Linked DNA regions of Zea mays: regions 1 and 3 are each linked to region 2. A link is a contact called in public Hi-C data. All regions are on one chromosome and are shown on one strand. The core of a region is the stretch at or near the end of the contact, and the rest is flanking DNA. Distances in the headings are between cores, read along the strand shown. Region 1 overlaps LOC100274067. Region 2 holds the start of LOC100384278 (E3 ubiquitin-protein ligase UPL1). Region 3 holds the start of LOC103640932 (helicase and polymerase-containing protein TEBICHI).

What was found. A called contact is a pair of places that touch in the nucleus more often than the background predicts.
Region 1: a contact with region 2 is called in a Hi-C map of leaf, with 3 times the contacts expected there. The contact joins the enhancer-like site here to the promoter of LOC100384278 in region 2. A contact is called at or near these places in 5 of 25 Hi-C or Micro-C datasets (bundle sheath, leaf and leaf mesophyll).
Region 3: a contact with region 2 is called in a Hi-C map of ear, with 4 times the contacts expected there. The contact joins the promoter of LOC103640932 here to the promoter of LOC100384278 in region 2. A contact is called at or near these places in 7 of 25 Hi-C or Micro-C datasets (bundle sheath, ear, endosperm and 2 more) and 1 of 3 datasets of contacts at active chromatin or transcription factors (leaf).

The regions. Positions count from the first base shown.
Region 1 is chr10:20,654,421-20,658,462 of Zm-B73-REFERENCE-NAM-5.0, forward strand. It overlaps LOC100274067, which reads left to right. Exons shown (of 19, transcript NM_001360531.1): 18 at 113-245; 19 at 981-2,133. The coding sequence ends at 1,885. Among protein-coding and RNA genes, the nearest start is that of LOC103640930, 57 kb to the left of the region's middle. Within about 2 kb of position 1,806, at least 6 of the 20 cell types and tissues checked have an H3K27ac peak or open chromatin away from gene starts, as enhancers often do. A contact at or near this core is called in leaf and leaf mesophyll, where this site is marked.
Region 2 is chr10:20,973,168-20,977,448 of Zm-B73-REFERENCE-NAM-5.0, forward strand. It overlaps LOC100384278 (E3 ubiquitin-protein ligase UPL1), which reads right to left and starts at 2,844. Exons shown (of 17, transcript XM_020545199.2): 1 at 2,569-2,844; 2 at 2,252-2,398. The coding sequence starts at 2,368.
Region 3 is chr10:21,253,022-21,256,783 of Zm-B73-REFERENCE-NAM-5.0, forward strand. It overlaps LOC103640932 (helicase and polymerase-containing protein TEBICHI), which reads left to right and starts at 1,653. Exons shown (of 28, transcript XM_008664377.4): 1 at 1,653-1,879; 2 at 1,962-2,281; 3 at 2,376-2,529; 4 at 2,621-2,689; 5 at 2,780-3,727. The coding sequence starts at 1,844.

The DNA of each region.
Region 1 (4,042 bases), core at 556-3,055, 320 kb before region 2:
AATCAAAGCATGCCAATCCACCACATCTTGCTAACTACATGTTACAACACATGTTTTTATACTTGCTCCTACTTTTTTTCTTTTCCCTAACTCTAAGGGACCTTCACTTCAGCAAAAGAGCTATACTTCCGTAGCAAATGGTATGTCTGGTGTGCTCGAGCTTTCAGAGGCATCGATTGAATCATCTGGTGCAAAAGCTGCTGCATGTGGAACTCTTTCGGTTCTTTCCTCAATGTCAAATAAAGGTACCGATTCCAGTTGTAATATCCATCAAATTCATGTCGATTTGTGTTACCTACTGTGTTGTGAATCAAGGTAGTTATCATTTATACAACCAGTTAATTTGCCTGGATGTTATTAGTATGTTGCTGGTTATTAACAGAGAAGTATTAAACAGGGCAGATAACTTGCATTCCACCCATCCATATTTGTAGAATATATGCACCGATGGTATCATTCAAAGCATGTAAATCTAGCTCATAATGCTGTACACTCCTTTAATGAATAACAAATGATTAAATATAGTGTTTAACCAAGGTGATCAAGAATAAGCCTAGTTTTCATGTAACAATAACTAAGAACGTTGTGATAGCTTTTTATGTGCTAGAATGGAAAAAAAAAAGATACTGTTAAGGTCGTTTTTGTAGATTGTGGCACAAATCTAGCCTAGTTCCTGGCGTGTGGTGTGTCTATGTTCGTTCTACTTGGGTTTGGGTTCTACTAGACTCTTGTACTACATTTTTCTACGTTAATAAAATGACGCGCAGCTCTCCTGCATAGTTCGAGAATAAAAGGTCGTTTCTGCTGTATGATTGTGTTTATGGATCCATAGACCTTGTACATTATGTACATTAAGATAAGAAAAAACTTATATGAGTACAACAGAACTGCAAGCTTATAGTAGTACGGTAGAACTGCTTTCTTGAAAATCTTATGTTTCATTTCCTATTATCTTACATTTTTCATTGATTATTGGGCAGTTTACAATGACCAAGGAACTCCAGCAGCATTCAGAGTTCCTGCAGGTGCTGTGATTCCTTTTGGATCCATGGAGGACGCCTTGAAGAAAAGTGGATCACTCAAATCCTACACTAATCTTCTAGAGAGGATCGAAACAGCTCAAATTGAAAATGGTGAACTTGATAGCCTATCCTCGAAGCTTCAAGCAACTGTTTCACTTCTTTCTCCATCGGAAGAAATCATTGAATCTTTGAAGAAAACATTTGATCAGAATGTTCGACTAATTGTGAGATCTACTGCTAATGTGGAGGATTTGGCTGGAATGTCTGCTGCTGGACTCTATGAATCAATTCCTAATGTCAGTCTCTCTGACCCTAGATCCTTTGGAGCTGCGGTTGGACAGGTTTGGGCATCATTATACACAAGGAGAGCAATCCTTAGCCGTCGAGCAGCCGGTGTACCTCAGAGAGACGCAAAGATGGCGGTTCTCGTGCAGGAAATGCTGCAGCCAGATCTCTCTTTTGTGCTTCATACAATTAGCCCAGTTGACCATGATCCCAAATTAGTAGAGGCTGAGGTTGCCCCTGGTCTTGGAGAAACCCTCGCTTCTGGTACCCGTGGCACTCCATGGAGACTCTCATGTCACAAGCTTGATGGCAAAGTCACAACTCTAGCTTTTGCGAATTTCAGTGAAGAGCTTATGGTGCTCAACTCTGGCCCTACCGATGGTGAAATGAGTCGTAGGACCGTAGACTACAGCAAGAAGCCGTTATCTGTTGATGCAACCTTTAGGGAGCAGTTTGGTCAGCGCCTTGCCGCCATTGGACAGTATCTGGAACAGAAGTTTGGAAGTGCCCAAGATGTGGAAGGTTGCCTGGTTGGCCCCGATATATTTATAGTTCAGAGCAGGCCACAACCACAATAAACAAAAAGTTTTGTGTGGTTACCTGGCTAGCTGAATAAAAATGGATACTGGCTGAAGAAATATATGGACTTCGTAGCACGCGTAGCAGTGATCGAGTCTTTTTTAATATGCTATCTCAGGTAAAATAATAATTTATTGGCACAGGTTTAGCCATTCACTAACTTGTATCAATTTTGTGAACTAAAGAACTTACTATTACATGTGGGAGCCACATGCTATTCTATTTCGATGGTACCTATTTTTTCGACTGTTTGAAAATCTATATGACGTATAGGCCTGTTTGTTTTAGCTTCTTGGCCGCTTCTGCCCACCAGAATTGGATTCTCGTAAACAACCGCCCGGCGGCCGAAGCGATTGTGGGGGAGCAGCCTTTCAACCGCAGCCGAGAAGCGGCTAAGAGGCCGTGGCCGATGGAAGCGGAAAGGATTCTTCGGAGAACGTTAGTTTGTGTTCGGTTTGATTTTTGACCTTGGCTTTTTTCCCTTAAAAGCTACTAAAAGCCAAACTAATATAAACCAGCTTTTTATTTTTTTATAAAGGAAGCTTTATTAAATTTTCAAGTTCATATATCAAGGTTATATAAAGTCTGAAAAAACACTTTATAAAACTGAAAGCATTTAGAAAGCAGCTTTTCTAAAAGCCGACTTTCTCACGGTGTAAAACTAAAAGCACCTTAGGATCTGTTTTTAGTGGTTTTAGGATAGAACTATGAAATATATATGAAATAATTTTTAATGATTTTTAGTGGTTTTCACCAAACGATTTTTTGTTTTTTAACAGTTCACAGCCACAACAGTTATTTTCATAGCTAATAGTCCAAATTAGCTTTTTCACGGTCACAACCTAACTAAACACACGATGAGTTTCCATGGCCTGTAGAAGGAGAAAGGATTCTTTGGAGAACATGAGAGTCAAAGAAGCTTCCACTTTTTTTGTGTAAAGTCAGGACCGTGGTCGTCTGACTCTTTCAATAAAAAGGAATAGCCAAATCTATCGAGCTGGCTGGTCAATCCCAGTGATCTTATCAGCCAGCAAAGTGGAGCCAGACGACCACAGTCCCGACTTTACCAGAACCGTAGGTTTACTGATCAATGAATTCAAAAGCATCAAACCTCTCGTTTTCGAAAGAATCGAAACACATTGAAATGGTACTAGGCGTACTTAAAAATAGAAGGATTTGGTAAAATTGTCCCTCCTAAAAAATATTCTAGAATAAATGGGCATTAGTTAGGAGAGGTGCCCGACGGCAAGAAGCAATGTTATTAGATACAGAAGGAAAGCTTGGCTAGAACCGCACGTGCAAGTCTGTGATAACTTCTTCAGGTTTGTGTGAACTAGTGGATCGATCACTAAGTGGTTAGTACCTCCAGCATGAGCAAACCTTTTTTGAACTGATTAGGAATGGGCGCCACTATCCTAGCTCGGATCTAGCCGAGTTCTATTGATCATGTCTACATCCCAACTAAAAATCCTTTATCCTCTCCCTAATCCTCCATTCCTGAAAGGAAGAACGTGGCATTCTTTTTTTTTCTTTCTGCAGGGACCAGGATATTGGATCTAGCCATAAGAGGAATGCTTGGTATAAATAAGCCACTTCTTGGTTTCGACCCCTTAAGTCACTACGAGCGCCCCCGATCAGTTTAATGCGATGTGACTATTTATCTATCTCTTGACTCGAAATGAGAGTAGAGCAGGTTTGATAAAGGATCTTAGATTGTCTAGGGTTAGGTTAGGTTCAAATCTAGGTGTCGGTTGACTCATCTTGGACTAACTTGTGTACTAAGTGTATGAATACATGTTCACTAAATGCAATTTGAAGATGCTTAAGTCCAAATGAGCTCAAAAGAGGCCAGGAATTGCAACTTTGTGTAAAAGGGTAAAACTGTGAGGTTTGAACCCTTAGGTATGTTACATATGGATATTACAATGTTTCTAGTACTTGTGTTTGCACTCTAACTCATTTTGTAGAGAAAAGTGTTTTTTGGACTTAGTTTGGGCAAAACTGAAATCCTTGTGAAAACTTGAGAAAGTGGTGAGTTTCTGAAAGGGAAATAGGGTCAAACCTTTTCCTAAATGATTTTGGTGGTTGAATTGCCCAACACAAATAATTGGAATAACTAGTTTGCTCTAGATTACATGTTCTACAGGTGCCAAAGA
Region 2 (4,281 bases), core at 1,594-4,093:
CCCCTACCATTCACTCCAATTGCTCACGGTCGGCCGCTCACAGGTGTACATCTCCCTGGCAATTCCATTAGCATTCACACAGCCGAGTTGCCCCACATCGCCAGCCACAGCGTGACCTATGTTGTTGCACCCAGCTTAAGATTCACCATTTCCACCGGTAAGGAAATGCCAGCACCATTTCCATCTGCAACAGACCCCTCACTGGTGACTAGTGGCTGCCTATCTTGAACCTCCAGATCCAGCAACTCCGTCCAGCCATCAACAAGTGAGATCGGACAGCGACACCTACAACCGTGACTTTGCCGCATCCCGTTCAGCGTTTGAGGTATATCTTTTTGCTGTTTTCACGTCTCCATTGAACATCCTCTCACATAGGTGTCGTTCTCCTTTGAAAAAGGATGCTGGCAGTGTTCCAAAAGGCGTTATTTCCCGCTCGCCTACGCACGCTTTTGAACAGGTCGATGGGTAATGTGGAGCCTAGGGCAAGTAAGCAATACTCTAGACAGCACCTGTGCCAGCGGCCAGACATGCCGTCCTCGGTGGCAACTACGTACAGATCCACCCAGGTAAGCACTTCACGGTGGCAGAGGAGGCAGGGAGGTCAAACAGCAGCAAAGGAGCTGGGACATCAGGCACGACGGAGGTAGGAACTGGGGGTGAGCAATGGCACGAAGCAGGGACAGGAGCAGCATAGAGGGGGCAGGGATGAGGGTAGCGGGCAGCACGGAAGCAGGGACTGGCAACGGCGGGTGAAAGAGATGCGAACGGGGGCGGTAGACGGCGCAGTCAGTTGTGAGTCATGATTTGTGCAGCCAGCGCAAATTGATAAGATCGTAGGGAAGGTCAGGGATAATGTTTGCTCTTCAAACTTGAGCCTGGGCCTGTTTTCATGGGCCTTTCTACACAACTCTTGTCCACTGATCTCATGTTTCTTCTTTTATTTCAGATTTTTAGAGGTAAATATGCATGGGTATAAAACGCTTAGAAAACACCTAGGTTCCTCTAAGCTCTAGGACATAGACAGGGTCACCATCTAGAAAGCGCATAGTGCCTTCTGTAATCATGGATGCGTGTGATGCTTGATGAACCATCTAATGATTGGATCTGTGCATTATTTGATTTGTGGTTTGATAATAAGCTTACACACTGGAGTATCCATACGCATATGTTTCTCCTATTCATCTACTGTGTGCTACTGATATCAGAAAGACATAAAATAATTTGTTGCGGTATAAAATTGCAGATGAAAAACAACAAAGCAATGTGGGATGCAGGCTAAGACAATATTTTTGTATAGATTTGCCTAGAAGTTGCCTGTAATATTGGAATTGGGAGATGTCTAAATACAGTTGGGTTCTCAACCTGGAGGCCAAATTCAATGCATGCATAAACAATAACTAATTAACTATGGAACATGCAAGAGAAATAATTTGAATGCCTTTGCCCTCAAGAGAGATCCTACAAGTGGTGGGATGAGTAAGAAACAGTATGATCTATTCCAGCTCTAACATCTTGCATAAGAGACATCTGAATTTTTTATGTTTTTAGGTGCTACCGACTTGTTTTAAGTATCGACAAACATGGTTATTTGACGGCTTAATCGAGTTTTTATCCCTTTAAATATGAATTTTCTTGTGAGCTTGTTGAGATTAGATTTGGTATGTAATAATATCGCGTGAGTGACAATTCCAAATTAATTCATGTCACAGTATTGGTATGCAAAATTGTATCATTTTTACTTGAAAAACTTACAGGATTATTGGTCCGAATGTAGAAAAAAAGAACAATAAGTCAATAAATGGTTTAGGCGCTTATTTATCAAACAAACAAGCCATCATCAGCACTAAGCACATTCATGTCATTACACACTCATGACAAACAATTTCTTCAGGAGAACCAGTGTTGCCAAAAACTTAGATCCAAGCCAATTCTCTAGACAGCCAGGAAAACTCTACAGAAAAGTTGCTCCAAACAGGGCCTACAGCAATAGAGATTCTACAATCGCCACCTAGTCACAAATATGACACCTCTTAAAACAGCACTAACTACCAAACCTAAGAGAGATCACAAGCGAGCCCACAACAGAGAAACCAAACCCTAACATGAGATAACAATAGACGATAAGTTTTATCCAGAACCAGGAAAGGCAAGTCGCATACACACACGTCCATCCCGATCATAACCCTGGAACGAAGGACGGCAAGCAAAGCAGCAAGGATGCGGGGGACGGGGAAGAGAACAGGGGACTCACCGGCTCAGACTCGATCTTGATCGCAGGTGAGACGGCGCGGCTGCCAGCAAGGATCTGCTGCAGGCGCAGCGGGAAGCTGGCTCTATGTGCGGCCATCGCCGCAGCCGCAGCCGCCATCTCCGATCGAAACCCTTACCTGCTCGTAACCTACAAAAAAAACAACCACCAAAACCCATCAGCGAAAACATGATAAGAATCTGCACTAAAAATCCCGCGAAAACCCTAGACCGTAAGGTCCGATCGCCGCCCGCTAGGGTCGGGGAGCGCTGGCGGCGTGGCGGCTGGTGACGGGGGTGGAAAACTGGGCGCGCACGTACCTCTAGGGTTTTGGGCCGGCGGGGCACACACATCGGCCGCGGAGGAGGATGGCGGAGGAGCAAAGAGGTGGGGATTCGGAGGCGGCGACGTAAAGGAGGGGAGAGGGAGAGAGGGCTGTGATTGTTGTTTGGGGTGAAGAGGGAGGAAACTTGGAGGGTTCAGAGTTGGGTCGGTTCGCTTTTTTCCTGGGGAAGGAAAAGGATGGACACTTGGCGCAGTAGGTTACGGGTAGAGTTGTACGAACGTCGGCTCATTTGGTTTGGGCCTTTGGGGTCAGGTTGACTCGGTTTGAATAGGCTTGTTTAAAAAAAATTTAAGAGTTAAGCTGATATCTTATCTCGGTTAAATGAGCTACTATATTTTAGCAAAATGAAACTATATATATCATTTATAATATTAGGTGAACATCCATGCGTTGCTACGCTATGATAAGGTACATTATAATTTAAAAATACTAAATGTCATTTTATGTTTATAACATCTTTTAAAAGTTTAAAAGTTTTACATACCTTACAAGCCTTGCAAAAATAGTTATTAATCCCACCAGCCTACCGTGTTAGAACTTTGGAGGCTTGTAGAAATTATGTCAAACTATTGTATGGCATCGTAGTTTATTAGCTAGTCGAGTTATTTGTTCTTGCATAATACACTGATGTATACAGGTGGTTAATCATCGTATCATAGCTCTCTCTCTGGGACAACGAACAACAACATCAAGAACTACTGTAACACCAAGCTCTCTCGGCTGCTTGTATTCCTTCGGCTAGCGAGACGATACTATCCAAGAGCACTGCGCTACGTGCGGCTTCGTGGCATGTTGAACTTTAATATTTTCTCATGACGTATCTGTTGAGCACTAAAAGTGGCGGACGGTCCGGCCCTGGGACCCGGACAGTCCGCGTGTGTAACGCCCTGAATTTGGTGGTAGAATTTTTTTTCTTCTTTTCTCTCATCAAATTCAGGCGTTACTCTTTCCTTTTTCCCTTTTCTTCTCGCTAAGCCTTGATCTTTTCCAAAGTCACAGCGGGTTTTGGCTTTAGACCTCGTGTAAAGCAAAACCTTAAAATACTTTCTTTTGTGTGATGCACCATGCCGAACCATGCATACTTTTTGATTGATTAAAAAATGTGTGTGAATGCTTTCATCTAGAGGAAATTAGAAATTAGGAAAAGAAAAAGCCTTTTCTTTTTTTCTTTTCTCTTCCCCCTCTCCCCTTTCGGCCCAACCCCCCCCCCCTCCGTCCGGCCCAGCTGGCGGCCCAGCCGCCGCCTCTCCCCTCCCCGGCGCCGCCGCCACCCCTCCCCCCCGCCGCCGCCGCGCCGTCCCCCTCCGGTGAGGCTCCCCCCCTCCTCCTCCCTCCTCTCCTCCCTCCGACGCCCTCCCCCGCGCCCGGCCGGCCCGGCCTCGCCCTCGCCCGCCCCGACCCCGGCCACCCCGGCCGCCCGCGCCCTCGTCCGCCTCGGCCCCGGCCGTGCCCCCCGCCCGTGCGCCGTGCTCGCCCGCCCGCCCCGGCGTGCCTTGCTCGCGTCGTGACGGCCCCGGCGCGGCCTCGAGCTCGACCCAGCGTGCCTATGGCGCGTGGCCTTGAGCTCGGCTAGCGCACGACCCCGACGTGCGCACGACTAGTTCGTGACGTGTGCGTGCGGCCTCGCGCGCGTGCTCGCGTAGTGCGCAGTGCCTCGGCACGACCCGTCGTGTCCCCGTCTACCCCC
Region 3 (3,762 bases), core at 403-2,902, 280 kb after region 2:
TGCCGAGCATCCACAGGAACATAAAAAGTAAAACTTCTCAGAAACAAATCTCCTCGGGATCCGTCTGTGCGGGCGTAGGGAGCGTATAGAGGACGTGGCTCGTCTAGGGGTGAAAACGGACGGATACGGACGGATAGTAGCTCATCCTGTATCCTACCCTAATGTATTTAAAACGGATTCGGGATCGGATACGGATAGTTGGAAACGAGACGGATACGGATACAGGGACCGGATATTTATCCGGGCGGATAAGTGACGGATACGGATATTATTTGATTGGATATCGGATACTTGTCGGATAATGCATTAATTGGTTATCATAAAACATTCTTGTTCGACCACGAAATTGCAAGTAAATTAATACTAATAAACATTTAATAGAAGATAATCTCAAGTTCCCACATAAAAATGGTAAAATGAATTATTGATTATGTTGAAACTTGGATACTTAGAGTGATTTCACGTGTAACTTACGCAATAAATGGAAATAAAATAGAAAAAACGTTGACATCCTGTGGATTTTATGGTCCCATTATTTTTTATGACTATATGTGGCCATATGTTGTACCGTCGTATAATTTCATAGATTTCTGAAGCTATTTGTAAATTATTATATTCTTTCTACATAAAATCATCAAAATATAATTAAAATTCATAAATACACTAGTTTTGACCCAAAATTGCAAAAAACTTACCAAAACAAATAAACATTATATTCAAATAAAACCTCAAGTCGCCACATGAAAATGATAAGTAAAATATTAATTATGTTGAAACGTCGATACATAAACGTGTAACTCACGCAATAAGTTTGAGTGGAATGGAAGAAACACCAACATCTTGTGGATTTTATAATCCAAATATTTTTTAGAACTATATGTGGATATATGTTGTGTCTCCGTAAAAATTCATGATTTTTTAGGCTATTTGGTGTATTATTAATTTTTTGTTGTAGGAAATCATCAAAATACAATTAAATTCATAAAAATATTGTAGTGTCGACCGGAAATTGCGAATAAGTTACCAATATTAATAAATAGTTTATAAAAAGATAATTCTAAGTTCCCACATGGAGATAATCTTAAGTCCCCACATGAAAATGTTAAAGTCTATTATTTTGATATAAATTTAGACATTATTTCAATGATTTTGGCCTAAATATATGTTTAAACAAAAATGTGTTGTACTACGAAGTTATAGATCTCTTCGAGCTCTACAATTTTCATATAAACTTTATCTTCATCCGATTTCATATGTAAAAGTTATGATTTTATAACTATATTATTATGCAGAAAAAGAAAAAACGGGTACCCGAATTCCGGGTACCCGTATCCGACCCGAATATCCGGGTATTTACCGGGTAGTACTCGTTCCGTATCCGACCCGAATCCGAAGCTGTACTATCCGGGTATTACCCGTATCCATCCCGAATATAAAAAATACCCGTATCCGTATCCGAAAAATGGTCCCGAATCAGTAACCGTATCCGGTACCCGTTTCGGGTACCCTACCCGTTTTCACCCCTAGGCTCGTCCGCCACATTTAGCACTTCATCAACGAATACTAAAATTTAGAGTATAATATATCGGACCTTGTTGGAGGTATAAAGGAAGCTGGGACACGGTATACGTAGGGTTCAGTAGGAGTGTAGGACCTTGGTGGAGGAGATGCTCTGACGATGACGATTCAGTGAATTTTGAAAAAATGGGAAAAAAGAGCCCATACAGGCGTTAGCGTTACAGGCCCGTACCGCCCTCCTCTGTAGTCCTTCCCTCCGCCACTCCGCGGCTATGCCCAGCAATTCAAAAGAAACCGAACACCCTTCCGGAAATTCCCTCGGGCAATGGCGTCGGGCTCGTCTCGCCCCCAAATCGACCAGGTAAAACCCTAACCTAGTTCCTCGCCTATTCGCTTCGTCGCCTCCAAGCGCTAATTCTTCCTGCGTTCCGGCTCCATCTCAGTTCTTCCCGGCCAAGAAGCGGAGGCCCTCGTCGCGGAAGGGCGAGTCGCCGCGACCCGGGACGCAGCATGAGAGCCCCGGCGGCGCCAAGGGGTCCCTGGAAGGGTACCTCGTCCGTTCGCCTTGCAACCGTGCCGTGGCAGCGGCATCGGTGGTCCCCGTGGGCTCGCCCAGGGGCGGGGACCCGGGCGCCAGGCGTAGCCTCTCGGCCGCAATGGATGTCGACGTCGGTTCCTCGGCTTCGGTGGCTGCGGCGGCAGGTGACGGGGCAGACTTTGATCTCAGGAGGAGCACGGCGGATTTCTTGTCCCATTCCTGCAGGTGAGCGCGCACAGTGTGAAACATAAGGGGAGTTATAGTATTGGTTCCAATAACTGTTCTTTTGCAAGTTACGGGTCTAATTTTGTTGTTCCAGTGCTATCCTGCCTTTGAGGGGTGACTGTGATTACAGCGAGCAGTGCCAGATGAAGCAGAAGCGGAGTGCGTCCCAGTCATTCTTGGTTCCTTGTGACAACGACTATGTCAAGAAGCAGCGAGTTGCCCATTGTGGTGGCTTTGAAGCTCTAAAGGTTGGATCAAGATACGCTATCCATCCATCCTTAGCATCGTCATATGATAAGTGATTTCATGAGTTTCAACTCTTAGTTTGGTTCTTTGCAGGAGTTAGATGATAATGTAGCTTCCATGAAGCAATGCATCAATCACCATGGTGGCTCAGAGGCTGTGGAGGTTTAGTTATGCCTGAACAAGTCAAACCTGGAACCGTTTCTTTGTTTTCCTCTTTTCCTTTTGAACTTCTCATTATTTCCTTTTCATCAGGAATCTGTTGAGGGGGAACATGTGAGTTGTGTTGGGTTTTCGGCCTTGCAAAGATGTAGCTTTACCCCAAGTACTGCACAGATAAAAGTTGGGTTTTCTCTAGCACCTGTGGAAACCCTAAAGTCTGTATCGAGGAATTCCCTTACTTCACCTGGTGAGGAGTTCTGGAATGCAGCAATTGAACTCGCTGATGGGATATCTGCCCAGGCTGATAAGGTCCGTGGAAGGCCAGAATTTGATGCAGCAGAAGACAAGTCATCTTGTGCAGTAGCAGCATTCTTTAAGACTCTTCCTAGATCAGGAAGGGATGAGCTTGACTGTCAAAACACAGTAGGCAGCAATGATACACATCATATAGAGAAATTGTCAAATAAAGTTGAATCACTGGCAGTAAACTGTCAGCATATAATTAGCTCACCTTTGCCTGTGAAGCAGCTAGATTTCTTTCATGAGGATGATATTAAAGTTTCAGGTTCAAAATTTGAAACAAAAGGCAGCTATGAAACTTGTAATGCACAAGCAGACCGTGTTCCACTGAAAGGCAGTGGCCGCCTAGAAAAGGAAAATCTCATGGACCCTGTGGATGTGTTGAAGAGAAGTGCTATTAATTTGCACACTGATTCTGCAGCCATGAGATGTCAGGGTGTTTTCAAGTCAACAACTGAAGGGAAGGTTCATCCAACTCAAGAGGCTGAAAGAGATTCTAATCTTATTAGGAGAGATCTCAATCAGCCAACCCACAATGAAAATAAATCACTTGCTGCATATTCAAATAATCGCAAGACTTGGATAGATTCCAAGAGTAAAGTTGCTTCTCAGGAAGTGGAAGCTAGCACACCTACTAGCTCCATTCCTCTAAAGGATCACTCAAAGATATCAAGTTGGCTTCCTCCTGACCTTTGTGCTATATACATGAAAAAAGGCATTTCAGAGCTGTACCCTTGGCAGGTTAAGATTCTTTTCCCTAATTATCTATTTAATGA